Linked DNA regions of Ovis aries: region 2 is linked to region 1. The links are chromatin contacts, called in public Hi-C maps. All regions are on one chromosome and are shown on one strand. The core of a region is the stretch at or near the end of the contact, and the rest is flanking DNA. Distances in the headings are between cores, read along the strand shown. Region 1 holds the start of OXER1 (oxoeicosanoid receptor 1). Region 2 holds the start of MTA3 (metastasis associated 1 family member 3).

Evidence for each region. Hi-C and Micro-C count contacts between places; a contact is called where the count stands out from the background.
Region 2: a Hi-C map of hypothalamus shows a contact between it and region 1, with 3 times the contacts expected there. The contact joins the promoter of MTA3 here to the promoter of OXER1 in region 1. A contact is called at or near these places in 3 of 16 Hi-C or Micro-C datasets (hypothalamus and tail adipose tissue).

Annotation. Positions count from the first base shown.
Region 1 is chr3:81,378,577-81,383,997 of ARS-UI_Ramb_v3.0, reverse strand. It overlaps OXER1 (oxoeicosanoid receptor 1), which reads right to left and starts at 2,103. Exons shown (of 2, transcript XR_006059218.2): 1 at 1-2,103. It overlaps HAAO (3-hydroxyanthranilate 3,4-dioxygenase), which reads right to left. Exons shown (of 10, transcript XM_012172799.4): 7 at 5,109-5,254; 8 at 3,273-3,341; 9 at 3,001-3,083; 10 at 2,465-2,903. The coding sequence ends at 2,825.
Region 2 is chr3:81,607,847-81,613,267 of ARS-UI_Ramb_v3.0, reverse strand. It overlaps MTA3 (metastasis associated 1 family member 3), which reads left to right and starts at 3,087. Exons shown (of 18, transcript XR_001038666.5): 1 at 3,087-3,922. KCNG3 (potassium voltage-gated channel modifier subfamily G member 3) reads right to left here and starts at 2,859. Exons shown (of 2, transcript XM_027966894.3): 1 at 1,720-2,859. The coding sequence starts at 2,351.

The sequences.
Region 1 (5,421 bases), core at 854-3,353:
GAGGGAGAGGAAGGGAGGGAGAGAGGTAGCCAGGAGGGAGAGAGAGAAGGAAGGGGAGAGGGATGGCTCAGGTTAGGAAAGCCCATGGGCTGCTTGGGCCGTGGACCTGAGAGACGTTTCTCCAGCTGTCTGACCCCTGTGCAATTGCAGGGGTCAGTGCTCGCTATCAGCTGGCCAGCACAATGACTCAGTATCCTGGGGGTTTCATCATCATCCTTGCAGCCACCAAGAAACACCCTGTGTTCCAACTGCAAGTGAAGAGGAACCCTGCTGCTCTCCCTCCCTCTCCACCTCCCCAGAGTAGAGAGTGACCAGCCTCTCTACTGGAATCTGCATTGCCTCTGGCACACCAGAATGAGGGCTCAGCAAGGTGAGTGGAGGCCCAGAGGAACCCTGAAGCGGGAGGAAGGCCTTGCTGGGGTGTGGCTGGGGAGTGTGTTTACAGCCCTGAGTGGTCAGACATTTGCTTGCCTGAAGGCAGGAGCTGGTCCTGACAACTCACAGCTCTGAAGACCATGCAGGCCACCCTGAGCCCCCACCCCACTCCCATCACAGATACAGACTAGGTGGCTCCCTGCCCCCACCAACTCTGGCAGCAAGGGCTGGGAAGCCAACAAGATGTCCTGGGAGAAGGAGGCGGGGGTCCAGTTGACACCTTGACCGTTGTGCTCACTGCCTAGTAGGAACAGCCTGCTGTCCTGATTCTCAGATTCCTGACACTTCCAGAGTCTGTGATGGTCCCAGGTCCACATCCATGATGAAGTACATCCCATGCGCAGAGGGCTCCCCTGCCAAGTTTTACTGCCATGCCCTGGGGACCTGGGGGCTTCTCCCACAAACAGAACGATCCTGAGAATCCTAGAGTTGCCCTGCTACTGTTCATCCCACTTGACGGGCCATCACCCAGTATTCACTGCAGAGAGGGGAGCAGGGGGCTAGGGCTGGTTTCAGACAAGGTCTAAATCCTGCTCTCCCACTGCGTGGTGTTCCCATGAGTCTATGGGGCCAGGCCTGTGGGCAGAGATGGGGTAACATGGGACAGCACCAAGAAAGGCTGTGGTTCCAGGCTCCACGATCTGACTCCCCCTCCCCTGCCCCGCTGCCCCTGTGCCAAATGGCTGTGGTTAGCAGGATGCCCCGTGCTGCCAGCTCAGTCTAGAGTCTTGGGGTTTCAGACAGTGGATGCCGGCCCCTCTCCCCAGACACACCCCAACAAGCCTCTCCCCTGCCCTGGGCTCCCACTGGCCAAGGCTGAGGGCAGATAGGGTGTAGGGTGGTGGGACCACCAGCCTGAGCTTTGAATGCAGACAAGCCTGGGTTGGAAACAGAACTGCCTGCCTTCCAAAGCTGTCTAAGCCTCAGTTATAAAATGTGGTGCCACCACCTTCTTGGACAGTTGTAAGGATTCAATGAAGTCATTTCTGTAAAAACTTCTGGCAAATCCCCTGGCACAGAGTTGGTGGTCAGAAAAACAGGGAACCTAATTTTCATGATTTTCTGTCTTGGATTAGACACATCCTTGGAACTAGGGGGCCCTTCTAGGCACACTGTGAGGCCTAGATGTGTGGCCATCTGGGCACACTGCCTGGGGGTGCCTCTTGGGACATTGATGTTCCCTCCTCAGCTCCTGTACAGAGGAGCGTGTCACTGCCCTAGAGTGTGGCAGGAGAGGAAGTCCTCTAGAGGGATGGTGGGTGAAGGTCTGGATACCCCTCAGGGTCTTTCAGCAAAGTCAGGGTCTCCTTTGCCGGTCTGTCAGTGGAGGGGATCCAAGCAGTTAGCTGGCAGGCAGGGATAGGGGAGGCAGGGTTCAAACCCAGGTTTTCCAGAAGAAGCCTAGACTCTACCCAGGGACTTGTTTCATCCAGACATAGCTTCAGTTCCCCCAGCAAGTGACCCCTCGTCGACTTCTCCTTGAAGCCCCAGGATACTGAACCCCAATCTCCTGCTGCAGCTTCCATGATTCATCTCGACCCACTGCTGCATCCTCAACTCCCAAACTCCTGGGCCCCACGGGGGCCTGTACATAGGGAGGGGGGAGCAGGGGGAGGGCAGAGCAGGGGGAGGGGGCCAGGTGGCCCTCCCCCTACCACCAAGCCCCTCGGAGGCTCGTCACAACCTTCATGTATTAATCGTGGTTAACTCCACCCAGGGGATTTTGTGTTTTTGTGTATTTCTACGTTTTTTACAATGAGCACAAATCATTTCTGTTCTTGGGGAGAAAAATCCTCAACAGATGCTATTTCTTAAAGTTATGTAAAAAGAAAAAGTGAGAAAGAGACTTCAGCTGTGCCCCCAGGACAGGCATAGAGCACGCATGGAGGGGCACACACAGCGCGAGCACTTCTCTAAACACGCAGGGGGCTCCACCCCAGACCTTCCACACGCCCATGGTCTCCTGGTGCCCAGACCCCCACACACACAGTCATAGGAGCACTCAGTGTCTGACAGAGACCCCAGGCCGTGTGTGTGCAGACCCGCAGGCACCTGTCGGCCAGCAAGCCTTTATTGAGGGCTTCTTGGCGGCAGGCAAGAGCTGCGCTGAGCCTGTGGATGGAGGGCGGTGAGGGGCCGGCCCCCAGCAGCAGTCCACCTGGCAGAACCACGCAGGGCAGTGGGCTGAGGGCTGTTAAGGGAGAAGGGGAGCTGCGGCCCCCAGGAACCTGGCAGCCTAGCCGAGAGGACAGGAGAAGGGATGATGATCGTCTCCAGGGCCCAGTCCAGGGGATGCTGAGTCTCTGAGCAGCAGTGTACGTAGAAACAGTGGGGCTGGGAGAGTTACTTGGCCAGGGTGGGTGCTCTGGGCCCACAGTGGGAGTATCAGTCATCCCAGGGACTTCTTGCAGGCGGGATCCTGGGTCACAGATAGGGCCACGGAGCCTTGCCCTCGCTCCCAGCCATACCTGTGGAGATACAAGTAGGCAGGGTCAGATAAGGCTGGGGCCCCAGGGAAAGGAGGCCAGGTCCACAGCAGGGGGTAGATCTTCCCTGAGGACTCACAGAGTCCCAGCTGGCACCAGGAGGCTGTCATCAGGGGTCAGGCTCAGGCGCTGTCCCTCCATCGTCACCACTGAGGAGCCCTCCTGGGAAAGAGGAGTAGGAGAAGTAAATGGAGCTTGTTGGGCCACAGCGCCTGTCCGAGCATCCCTGAGTCAGCCTTGGCAAGGAGGCCCTGGGAACTGGTCCATACTGTGGGCATCCAAGGCCCCAGAGCAGCCCGGTCCCCAGGTGCAGGCAGGAGGCATGCCACCCTCTCCCCAGACCCCACTTGCCAGCTGCCACAGCCACACGTCCACGTCCCGTCTCAGGCCTTTGCTGCTGCCTTGTCCGTGGATCATCACCTGGTGGGAAGTGACACGGGTCTTTCTGGTGCATCCTGCCCCACGCAGGAGAGGGCTTTGAACCCGGCCCCCAGACACCAGCCCTGTGTGGGCCAGGTGGGGGGCCCACAACGCAGCCTCTGCGTATGCAGAGCAGAGGCCTGGTCTTAGAGAGGAAGGCTGCCCAGGCCACAGGCCCTCCCACCCCGATCCTGTCCCAGCCACCTGCTATTGGGGGTCACACGTGCCTGCCCTTCACACGCACATGCACATCTGCTCCCTCTGACACTCGACACAACTACTGCTGACCCCGTACGGAGGCACGCCTACCAGGGAGACACTAGGCTCGTGCGTGAACGTGGCACAGGGCAGGGCCCCAGAGGATGCCGTCCTCCCTTCCTCTGTGTGATGCCAGGAGTCTGACCTAAGGAGGTGGAGGGAGTTGGGAGGGGACGAGCAAGAGGGAGAGGGAGGCTGAGCCTCTCGGACCTCTATCACCTTGGAAGCCCACAACCGCTGAGTGGGCCATGCTCCTGCCAGCCCCGAGTGGGCCTCAGTAGCTATCTGCTGGAGTGAATTGAAGCAGGGAGGAGGAGGGGGTGAGAGAACAGGCGGGAGGGGCTTGGTGGGGCGTGCTGGCTCTCATGGCCCTGTGGAGCTCAGGGCTGGGCTGGCCAGGCCTCTTGGGGCAGGTCTGCACCCAGTGAGCGTCCCTCCACAGGGGTGTCTAGGGCAGCCTCCCAGGGACTTGACAGTGGCCAGCTGTAGAGCATGAGCAAGCGTGAGCCCCCTGGCAGGTCTCCCCGTTGCCACACTTGCCGGGCTGGTCTGGGCCTCACACAGGCTACAGTGATCTTTCTGAACTACCACTCCAGTCTGATCACCCGTCCTGCCTCCACACGAGATAAAAGTCTCGTCTCCAGCATAGTCCTCACACCTTGCCCAGCCCAGGGGAGCTGCCAGCACCTGGGCACTGCCTGCTACTCTGGCCATCTAGCAGTTGTGCCTTCTGCCTACTCCCTTGTCCTGGTTCCCCAGCCTCAGCTGTCTTCAGTGCCAACTGTTTCAAGCCTCCGTGCCTTTACCCAGGCTTCTCCTTCACCTGGAATGCACTTTCCATCTCCCTTTCTTCCTTTGCAAACTCCTGAATAGGTTTAAGATTCAGTTTAGACATCACCTCCTCCAGGAAGCTGTCTTCCCTCACAGCCTGGTTCCTCCTTTATCGTCCTATGACTTCCTGTAGCTTCTCTACCACAGAACATATCACATGATCATGGCAATCGTTTATCAGACCATACACACTCTGAGGGAGTGACTCTATCTTATTTTCCTACTAAAGCCTAAAACATAATAGACACTCAGTAAATGTTGAATGAAGGGAGACCAGCTTTGGGTCTCTGTGCAACTCTCCACCTAACCCTCACCCCCAAATATCTCTCTCCCTCCCGGCTCCCAAGGCTATGATTGGCCAAAGGCCCAGAGGTCCTGGCAGGGGGATGACCCCAGACTCCCAGGAATCCCTCAGTGGATGGGGCAACCCCCTAATCCCTATTCTGAAGGCAAAGAAAGATTGCTGGGGACCATGTAGCCTCCATCGGCTTCTACTCACAGCAAAGCCATCATTCTCGGAGTCAGGGAGAGAACAAGAAGGCCTATGCTTGTGTCCACAACTAGACTGTGAGTGTGAGTTTGTGTATGAGTGTGTCTGTGTGTGTCCATGTGTGATTGATTAGTTCCATTACCCAGGGCTGCTGGGCTGACTCCCTGGGTGACCCAAGGCTGCATTACCTGGCTCTCATAGGTGTCCCCAAACAAGCTGAGGGATGTGCCTGCCTGCAGCTCCTTGCGGTGGCCATCCAGCCAGGCCTCCAGGCACATGGGCTCCATGACGGATCGTGTGCTCAGGGGGAATGGTGGTTCCTTGAGCAGCTGGTCTGCACCCACAGCACAGATGTGGTCAGTGTCCTCTGGCTCCACCCATCCAGTCCCAGCAGGCCAGGTTCCCAGGGGTCCCAGCTCCCAGTCACTGGAATGGGCTCTGTCTCCAGCCCAGGCACCAAGTAGCCATGTGGGGGTATATTTCATGCCATCTTCTTGTGAC
Region 2 (5,421 bases), core at 1,838-4,337, 230 kb before region 1:
TAAACATTTATCTTCCTCCTTCACTTCTTTTGCAGTCTTCCTCTTTTCCATCTGTCTCTTCCCTTTTTGGTTTCTTTCTCGTTCTCCCACTAAAGTTATTATTCATGTCTCTCATTCCTTTCCAAGTGCCTCACCTTAATGATCTCCAGACTGCACTCCTCTCCCCCCAAGATGCCCTCTCTCCTCCCAAAATTATTACTCAAGTCATTTCACTGTTTTTGCTTATATAGTGACTTAGCCAATTCCGCTCAATATTTGTACTAATAACTCATTTCTCCGATTTCCTTTGCTGATGTACCTTGAACTTTCACTAACCTTAGAATTCTACAATTACTAGTGAATAACTTCAAGGCCAATCATTTTCCTATGGACCTCTGAAAGAATCAAGGATTCTTGATGTATTTAGATACATAAATTAATTTCATTCACTGATGCAGTATCCAATAAATAATTCTTTCCTGTAAATCAAAAGCTCAGAACCTAATACATTAAACAAAATGCGTTTCCTAATGAATCTCCTTTCAAAGTATGTATCTTGGATTTTATGCCAAGGCAGCTTATCAGTAACGGACTCCATGGTCCCAGACAGTTTTGTGTTTGAGAATTAAATAAAAATCTTTACTCTCCAAAGGAAGAGTATTATATGGAAGTAACACACTCCAGTATCAGGCTCATAGTACCACTGGAACCATGCACATGTCTATGAGGAAAAGACTATCAGGCAAGCAATTGAATTTTTTAAATGAATGGAAGGGGAATTTTAAATTAGGATCTAAGGTAAAACACATGATACAATGATGTGTTTGTGCCCAAAGAGGCTGTCTCCCTTGAAAGTCTAACTTTCCTGTTTATTCCTCCCACCAAACATGCAAAATAAATTCACTAGTACTAAAAACAGAAGTATGTCATCACTACTGAAAAGTAAGCACCATCGAAGGAAAGATCAAAATATTTTTCTTTCATCCTAGTAAAGTGAAAAGAAAAACCACTAAATACTGTAATACTGTTTCTGGGTTTAGGGCAGTTTCCTTGTTTTTCTTCCCCTCCCCAGCCTGAAGATCTTCTAGAAGTCACATTGGCACCAAATGGTGGACAGCTGCTTTACTAACTCCGTACTTGATAGGAAAAGAAGAGAGAAAAGGGCACAGACATCCATTATTTAGAATCTATCGCTAAATTAATCTTCTTTATCACAATTCCATTACAATATATTATGCAGCGTGTACGTGTGGGCAGTGTACAGCCGACCACACTCCATGATAACAAGGCTTCCTTTTTTCAAACACCATCAAAAATTGGCAGATAATTCAAACTGCTCTTAGTATTCAAGAATTTAACCTTGGACTAACAACAGAAGTTCAGAGAAATCTAATTAACCAGTTCCTATTTGGTCGAAAGTAAACTACAAAGATGAGAGAGGCTTGTCATCTCTATCTGTCCCTCCCCAAGGCTGGCGATTCGCCCTCAAGAGGGGCGTCTAGTGCGCACACCAGAGCCGGCTAGAGCTGGGGGAAAGGGCGGGGGGGCAACCCAACCCCCTGGCTGACCGCGCCTGGGGCCTCGCTGGGCCCAGAACCCAACTGAGCTCGGCATCCCAGAGGCAAACAGGACGGAGACTGGACCGACGGACGGGACGGACAGACGCGACAGGACGGACGTGACGGGCAGAGAAGCAGTGCATCCTACCCGGAGGGCTCCCTCCCAGGGCCGGCGGAGTACCTGCTCCGGTCATCCAGGCTGCGATTGTCGGCCGCCGCGGCGCGCCAGTCGGGCAGTGTGCTGGCGCACAGCACCACCATGGACACGATCACGAACACCACCGACACGCTGGCCAGGATCTGCGCGGCCAGCGACGACGTGGGTTCCTCGAAGGTCCGCCGCATGCGCTCCAGCCAGCGCCGGGAAGGGGCGGCCTCCGCACGGCCGGGTCGCGTCTCGTCCCGGCCCAGCGCGCCAGGCTCCTCGGCGGTGTAGAAGGTGTAGGTATCGGACATGCGGTCGTCGAGGCGGCGCTGGCAGCAGTACTCTAGGTGCGCGCCCTCCAGGCCCCAATAGATCATCTCGTTGTAGAAGGAGAGTTCGCACATCCGCGGCGCGAAGCGCAGCTTGCCGTGGCCTCGGACATAGAGAAGGATGAAGCCGAAGGCCTCCGAGTGCCGGTCGAAGAAGTACTCGTTGCGCTCGTGGTCATAGTCGTCGCACACCTCCAGCACGTCGCGCTCCGAGCGGCAGCCGTGCAGCCGGCTCACGCGCCGCAGCGGGAAGTCCTTCAGCAGCTCCCGGGACAGCGAGTACCGGGCGCCGCCCACGTTCAGCACCACCGAGGCCGCCCCGCTGCGCCCGAAGGTCATGGCTGGCTGCCCCGAAGCCCCCCAAGCCCGGGGGCGCCGCCGCCGCCCCCTCCGGCCGCCGCGCGGGGCCTGCCTGCGGATGGCGGAAGGGGGAGCGCGCCGTCGGGGCCCGCGGGCTGTCCGGCCGGCTCTCCCTCCGGGCTCCGCTGCTGCCCTTGGCTGGCCCGGGGGCCCCTGGCTCTAGCCTTCTCGGCAGCCCAGCGCAGCTGCTAGCGACGCTCCCTCCGCACGGCGGTCCCTGCAGGTGGCCGGGGAGTCCCCCTCAGGCGCCAGCGCTGCGCCCCACTGGCCGAGAAAGAGGCTGCCAGCGCCGCCGCCCCTCGCGCCTGAGGGATGCTCCCTCCGAGGCCGGGGTGCCCTTTCAAGGCGGCGGCGCTGTTCCCCCCCGCCCCGGGGGCGTGCGCGCCGAGAGGAAGCGAGGGCGCTGGATGGCTCCGGGTCCCCGGCGCTCCCTCTGGCCACGGCTCCGGCAAGCGCCCCACCGCCGTCCAGAGGCAAGAGGCAAAGTGAGCGGGTTCGGAGGCGGCAGAGAGCCGGCCCCGAGAGGCGGGGGCGGGGCCTCCTCGCGGTTACCCCTCCTTGCCTCCTGGCTCCGCTCCGCTCACCTCCCTCCGCGCGCCGCCCTCCTCTTCCCACCCGAGCCCGCACCTCGCTCGGGCTGGGATTCCCCGGCGCCCCGCCCTGGACCTCGGGCTCCCCGCCTCGTGACGCCGTCCTCCCCCTCCGCTCTCGCCTGCAGTGGCCGGGAGGGGTCCGCAGAGCAGGGATGCGCCGAGCTTGGAGCCCCGAGTGGAAGGGGCAGAAAAGCCCCGCGCCTGGGGATCTCAGTTCCCGCGTCCCTCCCCGGACCATCGGGATGACTTGGGGAGTCCCCAAGAGCCCTTTTAACGGCCCCCCAAAAGGAGGCTGCAGGAGGGTAAGGAGGAGTGAGGACTGGGGTGCAGGATTTGAGGGGCGGGGACAGACGGCTCTGGGAGAGCTTTTTCCAGAAACTCTCCGGAGCCCAGCTAGGTTTCTGAGACCGCCCCACAGAATTTCTCAAGAGAAGGCACCCCAGCAATTCTTTTCTTGCCGACTTTGTTCCTTCCTCTCCCGGCGCGGAGACCCACGTACCGCGTGCTCCGAAGGCGGCCACACATCCCAGCACCCAGCTTCCGTGCCGCCTCTCTCGGAGGGGAGCGGCTCCAGCCCCCGCTTTCTGGGGCACCGGTCCTAAGAGAGCGCCTAAGCTTAGCGCCCCTGGACCCCCTCGTGACGCTCCCTGTAGAGTGGGATGAAAGTCTGGGGAGAATTGTCTTGCCACTGGCAAGAACAGAATTTTGCCTGATCTTTGTCTGCATCCTCCTTTTCATGTCTTAATTTCTCCTGTGCACCTCCGAGCCGGCTGCAGCACCGGCCCTCGAGCTTGAAGAGCCCTTTCAGGCTCTGCGAAGGGTACTTCCCTGGGCACTGCTCGATGCCCTGGGAGTGGGCTCCACTGGGCAGGGATTATTTTAAACTGCTCCAAGCAATTCACACGACCTCCGGCACAGGCAGCCCTGCTCGCGCAGTACCCGCCAGAGGCGAAACAGGTGAGTTGTAAGGCTAACTGTTAAATGCAAAACATACGAAAAGAAAAATTAAGAGTGTGGTGGGGTGAGGTGGGATGCGGTGATCTGGCTTCAGAGTACACCAGCTGGTTACTGGGAAGGGTTTTACTTTGCCCTTCACTTTTCATAATTGTGTAGGGTTATCTAGTGCCCACTAGAGGTCACCAGAAAGAGTCGTGTTGCTCTGATTCTAGTGTGGATTCTTAGCGAAAAAGCAGACACCTAAAAATTGGAGTGCTCACAAAGTAAAATCATTTTGGGTGGTTTTTTGTGCCCTATTTTTTTAAATTGAAGCATACTTGATTTTTAATGTTCCAGGTGTACAGCGAAGTGATTCAGATATATAGAGATAAATATGTAGAGACACTATATACAATTTTCCAGTTTTTTTCCATTAAAAGTATTTTCAAGATATTGAATATAGTTCCTTGTTGGGTGATTTCTTAAAGAATGCAAATCTCTATAAATTTTTTATATCTAGACTTGATAATTTATCTTAAAAGCATTTAATGTAACTAAAAACTCAAAAATGGGAGTTGTTTACTTGCTAAGCTGCTACTAAACTAGAAAAACATCCTGAAGGAAATGTTTCAAGACAGAATCAAAAGAAGTGATGGCCATGAACTGGCAGAGAGAAAGAGCAGAGCATGTCTAATAGCAAAATCACAGGTGTGGAGGATTAAAGCCTGAAAGAAAGCTAATGCATCGGTTGGCTGAACGCATGGGGATCTCCACTACCAGAAGTCAGCTTTCATCCAGGAAGCTAATGGGATCCCTGAAGGTTTTAAGAATAGAACTGACTTGATCTCAGGAAAAGTCATTTGCCCCTTAGGTTGTTCTAAGGAGGAGGCACTTCTGCAGCCAAGAAGTGGGAACCCCACCCCTGAATCTCTGTAGACAAGAAAGGGTTCATTTCTGAGAAACCCTGAAACCAAGGACTCAGCACAGCTTGGAAATGGATTTGTTCTAGAATATGAGGATGAAGAAAAGTTTGCTGCTGCTAGTGGAGTGAAGAGCCTGGCTTCACACCAGCAAGAGCCGATTCCTCAGGGAGTCGTTAAAAATACTTTCTAGAAGCTGTACAGGCAACAGAACACAGAACAACTATTTTGTTGATTATTTGCTTCAACATTACTATATTTATTTCCTATGTTCTCTATCTAAAATCCCTTTAAAGTCTGTTGATAGGACCAGTCAAAGAAATATCATATTTTAAATTACATTTGAGCTTAGAAAACCAATTAATTTGATGACAGTATAATTTGTGTCTCCTAGGTATACTTTCATGAAATATCTTAGAGAGATAGGTTTAAATCACTTCATTTGTTTCAAGAGTAATATTCTTATTTGATTTTAATATCGTCAACTGCTACTGCAGCAACAATAACCCAAGTCATTTTCTTAAACAAAGAAAACAATAAGATGCAGAAATGATTGGCTTGTCTCAATATAATCTGGTTTAAAAAGCATTCTTAAAAACA